Regions from separate parts of the Mus musculus genome. Here region 2 is linked to region 1. The links are chromatin contacts, called in public HiChIP or PLAC-seq maps. All regions are on one chromosome and are shown on one strand. The core of a region is the stretch at or near the end of the contact, and the rest is flanking DNA. Distances in the headings are between cores, read along the strand shown.

Evidence for each region. HiChIP or PLAC-seq counts read pairs in DNA pulled down with a chosen protein or histone mark.
Region 2: an H3K4me3 HiChIP or PLAC-seq map of bone marrow-derived macrophages shows a contact between it and region 1, with 3 times the contacts expected there. The contact joins two enhancer-like sites. A contact is called at or near these places in 1 of 39 promoter capture datasets (cranial neural crest), 9 of 484 Hi-C or Micro-C datasets (CD4 T cells, the N1E-115 cell line, Sertoli cells and 3 more), 6 of 115 datasets of contacts at active chromatin or transcription factors (the NIH/3T3 cell line, acute myeloid leukemia, bone marrow-derived macrophages and 2 more) and 2 of 9 other capture datasets (adipose tissue and embryonic stem cells).

The regions. Positions count from the first base shown.
Region 1 is chr14:66,971,773-66,974,820 of GRCm38.p6, reverse strand. No RefSeq gene overlaps it. Among named protein-coding and RNA genes, the nearest start is that of Gm24258, 2.8 kb to the right of the region's middle. Within about 2 kb of position 1,445, at least 50 of the 459 cell types and tissues checked have an H3K27ac peak or open chromatin away from gene starts, as enhancers often do. A contact at or near this core is called in bone marrow-derived macrophages, embryonic stem cells and stem cell-derived primordial germ cell-like cells, where this site is marked.
Region 2 is chr14:67,186,740-67,189,787 of GRCm38.p6, reverse strand. Gm30438 (a long non-coding RNA gene) reads right to left here. Exons shown (of 8, transcript XR_874742.2): 8 at 576-990. Among named protein-coding and RNA genes, the nearest start is that of Gm30806, 13 kb to the left of the region's middle. Within about 2 kb of position 1,652, at least 261 of the 459 cell types and tissues checked have an H3K27ac peak or open chromatin away from gene starts, as enhancers often do. A contact at or near this core is called in bone marrow-derived macrophages, embryonic stem cells and stem cell-derived primordial germ cell-like cells, where this site is marked.

The DNA of each region.
Region 1 (3,048 bases), core at 196-2,695:
GGAATTATCAGTTCAGTAATAAGGTGATTGCTTAGCATGTGAGGGGCGTGGCATTGCCTCTGGAGTTCCTCCCTGCTGGCACCCCATGTGCTCATCTGTTTCAACCCCTCCTTTGGGGAGACTCATTCCCTGGGCTTGACTCATGAGCTTCTTGATCCCTGGAAGTTGACTCAGACTGCCTGCCTCTACCTCCCTAGTCGTGGGTGGGGCCGGACCTTCCAGTCTTCTGGTAACCCTTTGGATTCCGGGACCCAGCTCCATACACCCAGGAGTCACCTCATTAGCATACACTGGGGCTGAAAGGGCTTATTACAGATAATTTAGGGAATTCCAAGCATCTTATGAGCTCTGCACTGGGAATGGGGTGATGTATGTGTCATTATAAACCACAGTGTCACAAGGTGATTCCTCAAGGTTCCTGAGGAAGAAAAGAAAATAACAGCTGTCACTGAAGCGTCCCTCTGAGATCCATCACTGCCCCATACTTGGCCTGAGGTCCGACACTTTACAAGTAGCTGTGCATTTTGTCTCTATGCAAACACACTTTTACCCTCTTGTGGTGAGGAGGGGCTTTGGCATCCACACTAGAGTCCTCTGGATTCCTGCTTCTCTAGGACTTGGCAAGTGGCTTGGATAGAGACACTTAGTCTAGGTGAAAGAAGACAGCTATCATGATGGCTTCCCTGGAGTGGAGTGACGTGGGACGTGCTTCCTCCGCACCCACCGCCACCAGGAGTGGTGCTATTGTGGTTGTTGGGTGGGAGTATGGGAAAGACATGGGAGAGACAGCAAGGTGTGGCTCAGGGCTGCAGACAGGTCAGAGGCCATGTCGGTATCTTTCTCTGTCTCTGAGGTTTCGTTGCTAGAATTAAAGGTGCACACCCACTTTCTTTCCTGCCTCTCCTCTTCTCCTTGTTTTAGTTTTTTTTGGAACAACGTCTCACTATATATAGCTCAGACTAGCCTAGAACTTGTGATCCTCCTGCCTCAGCTTCCAGAGTGTAGGGATCATAGGATTTCTCCAGCATGCCCATGATGGCTCTTTTTAAAGAAAATAGCCATCTGGCTAGGCATTGGTGGCACATACCTTTAGTCCCAGCACTCAGGAGGCAGAGGCAGGTAAATCTCTGGTTCTAGGCAAGCCTGGCCTACACAGTGAGATCTAGGGCAGCCAGAGCTACACAGAGAAGTGCTGTTTAGAAAAGAAAAACAAAAACAAGACAGCCATCTGTCATCATACCAAGTTAAATACATCAGGATGGAGCAGTGATTGATGGAAAGGTTCTGGTATATGACCGGTGATCGGGCTCTTCTGCCAGGGTTGTGTGATGTGAAAGCTTATACTAGGTAGGCAAGTTTACCCACGGCCCTCTCAGCAATGAGGAAGCTGAAGAAGGAGGATCTGGATTTGGATCTGTCTCACTATACAGTGAGACCTCTGATGATGCTCAAGAGCCAACCAACAGTCAGCAGACCAGCAGCTGATGGTGACATCACTGCTTCACGGCTGTCTGGCATGCTGTGAGTGGGCCTCACGTGTCCCTGAGGAAGGAATTCCTCAGCCACACCTCCTCAGCTTGCTGTTTGTTTACTCAACCAGGGATGGCAGGGCCTGGCCTCTCATGGGACAGCAGCTGAGGCAAAGGTGACAAACCCAAGTACCTGATTTCCTCAGATACAGACAGACCAGTCTCTTCCCTGACTCAGCAGCCTGGTGTAGGAGCCTGGCCCTCTGGATGACAGGTATAGAGCTGTTGAGGTTGTACCAAAGTGTGGGTTCACTCCTTCATTCATTCAGTTTAGACCACTAATTTTACTTTATTATTATTATTATTAACCACAAGAAGAGTATGATGTAATAGAACCTAAGTTTGATGGTCCTGAGGGGAGGAGAAAGCTCTTGTTCTGAGTGGGTGTGCATGCAGCCCAAGGCAGGTGGGATTGCAGAGTGGGGTGTGTTTCACCAGCTAAAGAATGTCCCCTGCTGCTCAACTATTCTATATGCTTGCCTGACTTCCATACAAGCCTGATTTTCTTTAAGACTATTTCTTATTTTTAATTAGGGGTGGTGTGTGTGTGTGTTTATGTGTGCGCATGTGACTACAGTACCAGTAGAGGCCAGGAGAGGGCGATGTATCCCCTATAACTGTAATTACAGGCAATTGTGAGCTGATGGGTCCTCTGAGCCAGTTCTCTCTAAACCTCTTCATGATCTGTTCCCTTTTCCTTCTCTGAGCCCCTCCCTGTGTATGTGAGGTACACACCTTATTAAACTTCTGTTTGCTTTACTATCAGTCTGATAGTTGTTACAAAGCTCTGCCCATCTAAAAACTGAAAGGTCAAGAGAATATGTTTTCTTCTGCAGTTCTTCATCCCTCTACATTGTACACTTAAACATGCTTTACTGTCACGTATACTTATTTCACTATGTTTTTGTTTTTATAATAGACAGTAAATGTACAAAATAATGAGTTCTATTGTGATACATCATCCTTGCATGTATATAACTGACTTTGATGATACCCTCCCTCATCCTCCCTCATCCTCCCCATCCTCCCCATCCTCCCTCATCCTCCCCATCCTCCCTCATCCTCCCTCATCCTCCCCATCCTCCCCATCCTCCCCATCCTCCCTCATCCTCCCTCATCCTCCCTCATCCTCCCTCATCCTCCCTCATCCTCCCCATCCTCCCTCATCCTCCCTCATCCTTCCTCATCCTCCCTCATCCTCCCCATCCTCCCTCATCCTCCCCATCCTCCCTCATCCTCCCTCATCCTCCCTCATCCTCCCCATCCTCCCTCATCCTCCCCATCCTCCCTCATCCTCCCTCATCCTCCCTCATCCTCCCCATCCTCCCTCATCCTCCCTCATCCTCCCTCATCCTCCCCATCCTCCCTCATCCTCCCCATCCTCCCTCATCCTCCCCATCCTCCCTCATCCTCCCTCATCCTCCCTCATCCTCCCCATCCTCCCTCATCCTCCCTCATCCTCCCTCATCCTCCTCATCTACAGCAGATCCCCATCCTCCTCTCCTGCGGCAGTGTCCTC
Region 2 (3,048 bases), core at 403-2,902, 210 kb before region 1:
TCAGGTCAGCATGGGCTCCATAGAAAGAATAAGGGAAGGAAGGAAAGAAGGAAAGAAAGGAGGGAGGGAAAGAGGAAGGGAGGGAGGGAAAGAGGAAGGGAGGGAGGGAAAGAGGAAGGGAGAGAGGGGGAGGGAGGGAGGGAGGGAGGGAGGAAGGAAGGAAGGAAGGAAGGAAGGAAGGAAGGAAGGACCTTCAAAAAACTTGTTTGTAAATAAAATGGAGCTGGTCCTAGCTCTGGACTATACAAAGCAAGAGTCTGTCGCAGAAAATAAGAACGGGGTGGGAATGGTAGCAAGAAATGAAGTAAAGGACGGTGGGAGAGAGAAAGGAGGGTCTTACAGAAAGTCCTTTATGTTTATAAATGGAATAGACCTGGTCCTAGCTCTGAGAGTTAATGCATGGCATTCACCTACACAAATGTCCAGCAGGATATCTGAAAAACCTCCTAAGACAATATGAACTATCCTACTAGATGTCCAGCATGGCGGGTCAGCGCCACTAAATGCCAGTAAGGCTCCCCTTTATTGTGATGACCAAAAAAAAAAAAAAAAAAAAAAAAAAAAAAAAAGCCCAGGTTCAAATTGCCTTCTAGAAAGCAGCTCCGCCCCTCTTGAGAGTTAGGAGGCAGGAAGTGAAGAGAGAGCCTAGGCGGCGCCTGGGTTCTGGCCAAGGGCGTGCCTGAAGTCCTGGGGGAGCACGGGGGCAGAGGGCTCTGTAAAGCAATCAGCAGAAACCCAGATCTCCGGTAAACGGATCTAGCTGGAGGATAGAGAGTTAAAGGGAAAGGGACACATGAACTACTCGGTGAGGTTTAGTCCTGTTTTTATCCTTAACAGTGTCTCGGTTTCACGGTCGCAAAGCTCATTGCGCTCCCCTGCCAGACGGTGGAGCTAGAGAGCCTCGTACAGATCCCGGTCCACTGGGTTCAGGTTTGAGGCAGGGCTGACTCAGCCCTCCACGGATGACACAGCAGGATCGTCGACTGTGACCTGCAAGCAACAGCTTCATTTATTAAATAATTAGCTAATTCTTTTTTTTTCCCATTTAACTTTATCGACCTATTACAGGTAGGGCGATGGCATTGGAAGGTTCAGACAGAAACCACTAAGATAAGACGGGACTCTGACCCTGACTCTTAAGCAAGAAATTAAAATCTCTTGCAATCTTCTAAGTGTCCCTAGGCAACACGCCCAGTGGAGCTGCCCTAGTCCCCTCCTCCTCCCTGCGGACAGCCAGGACTTCTACAGGAGGTGGAACACAAGCAGTCACGCAGTGGCTCCGCCCACTTCCTAGCCAATCACTGCACAGCCTTCTCCCTCCTTCCTGGAGGCAGGCACCCGAAGGATGTCGACGCGTTTAAACAAGCCATTTCAAAGGTTTAAGGGCTTGGGAGGTAGTGACTTCCACAGGATGCTAGAGGGTCCTGGTTGCAGTTGTGATTCTAAAGCTGGCACTGTTGGAAAAAAACGTAGTTGGTAGATAAGCTGGTGGAGGTGGATTGTTTACCTCCTGAGGCTCTGTGCGCACATCGCAGGCACAAAAAACGGAATGGAAAACCTCTATTGTCACCTTTTCTACCTCTTTGGAGGTGGGGGCAAAAGGCTACCTGATGCCAGTGTTGTTTGGTGAACCGTTCAACCATCCCTCCCAGCAGTTGCAGAACTCTACTTTCTGGACTCCTGGCAGCTGCCAGGCATCTCCGTGCCATATACTAGATTCTGGCCTGCAAGAGCCAAGTCTGGTTAGTCCTTGCAAGCTGAGCCCTTTCTGTACTGTAATCAATGCAATGGTGAGTCCTCTGGACTAATAACCAGGGCAACTACACCACCAACATCATCAACATCATCTTCACCACCACCCATCCACCCACACACGCTTTTACAGCATCTCACTCGATCCAGGCCACACCTGGCCAGGCAGGTGCCCTTGTTATGCCCATTTTACAGATAAGGAAATAGGAGGCTCAAGTCACCTGCCTGGAATGCAGCAGAACCACTCTCAGCAAATCCCTTACAAAGGCAACCTAATTTGGTTCACAGTTTAAAGGGGGGCGGGGGAGCCGGGATGTGTCAAGCACGGTGGGGAAGGCACAGCAGCAGGAAGGTAAGACAGCTAGCTGGTCCTGGGTATGAGTGCTTTGCCTGCCTGCATGTGGTTGACATGCATGCAGTGCCTGCACAGGCCAGAAAAGGGTGTCGGATCCCTGGAACTGGAATTAGAAGGTTGTGAATTGCCATATGTGTGCTAGCATCCAAACCCAGGTCCACATACTGCAACTGACCCTGGAGCTCAGTGCTTCAGCTAGTCTGGCCACTCAGCTTGCTCCGGGGATTCTCTGTCTCTGCCTCCCACCAGTGATGAGGTTATAGGCAATCGCTTTATCCACTGAGCCATCTCCACAGCCCCACACTTCAGCTATTTTAAACCGCCAAACCTTTGATACCTTTTTGTGGCAGCCAAGAGGACAGTGCCCAGCGGTGCTGCTGTGTCTGGGCAGACACCATGAGTCTGGATGTGGGAGTCTAAAAACAGCCACCATCCACTGTCAGGTACATGGAATGTTACTGTTTGCATGAAACCCAAAACCGGTGAGGACAAGAACAACAGATTGTTCTTGTCCTAGTTAGGGTTATCATTGCTGCGATCAAACACCACAACCAAAAACAATGTGGGGAGGAAAGAGTTTACCTGGCTTGCACTTCTCCTGCACTGTTCATGGAAGGAAGTCAGAGTAGAAAATCAAACAGGGCAGGAACCTGGGGGCAGGAGCTGATGCAGAGGTCATGGAGGAGTGCTGCTTGCTGGCTTGCTCCTCATGGCTTGCTCAGCTTGCTTTTTTCTAGCACTCAGGAGCTCCAGCTGAGAGGTGGCACCACCCACAAGGGTCCAGGCCCTCCCCTATGAAACTCTAATTATGAAAATGTCTTCCAGTCTTGGGCACAGCCTGATTGTATGGAGGCATTTTCTCAATCGAGGTTCCTTCCTCTCAGATACCTTAAGCTTCTATAAGTTGACATAAAGCAATCCAGGCAACTCCTCTCTCTTCC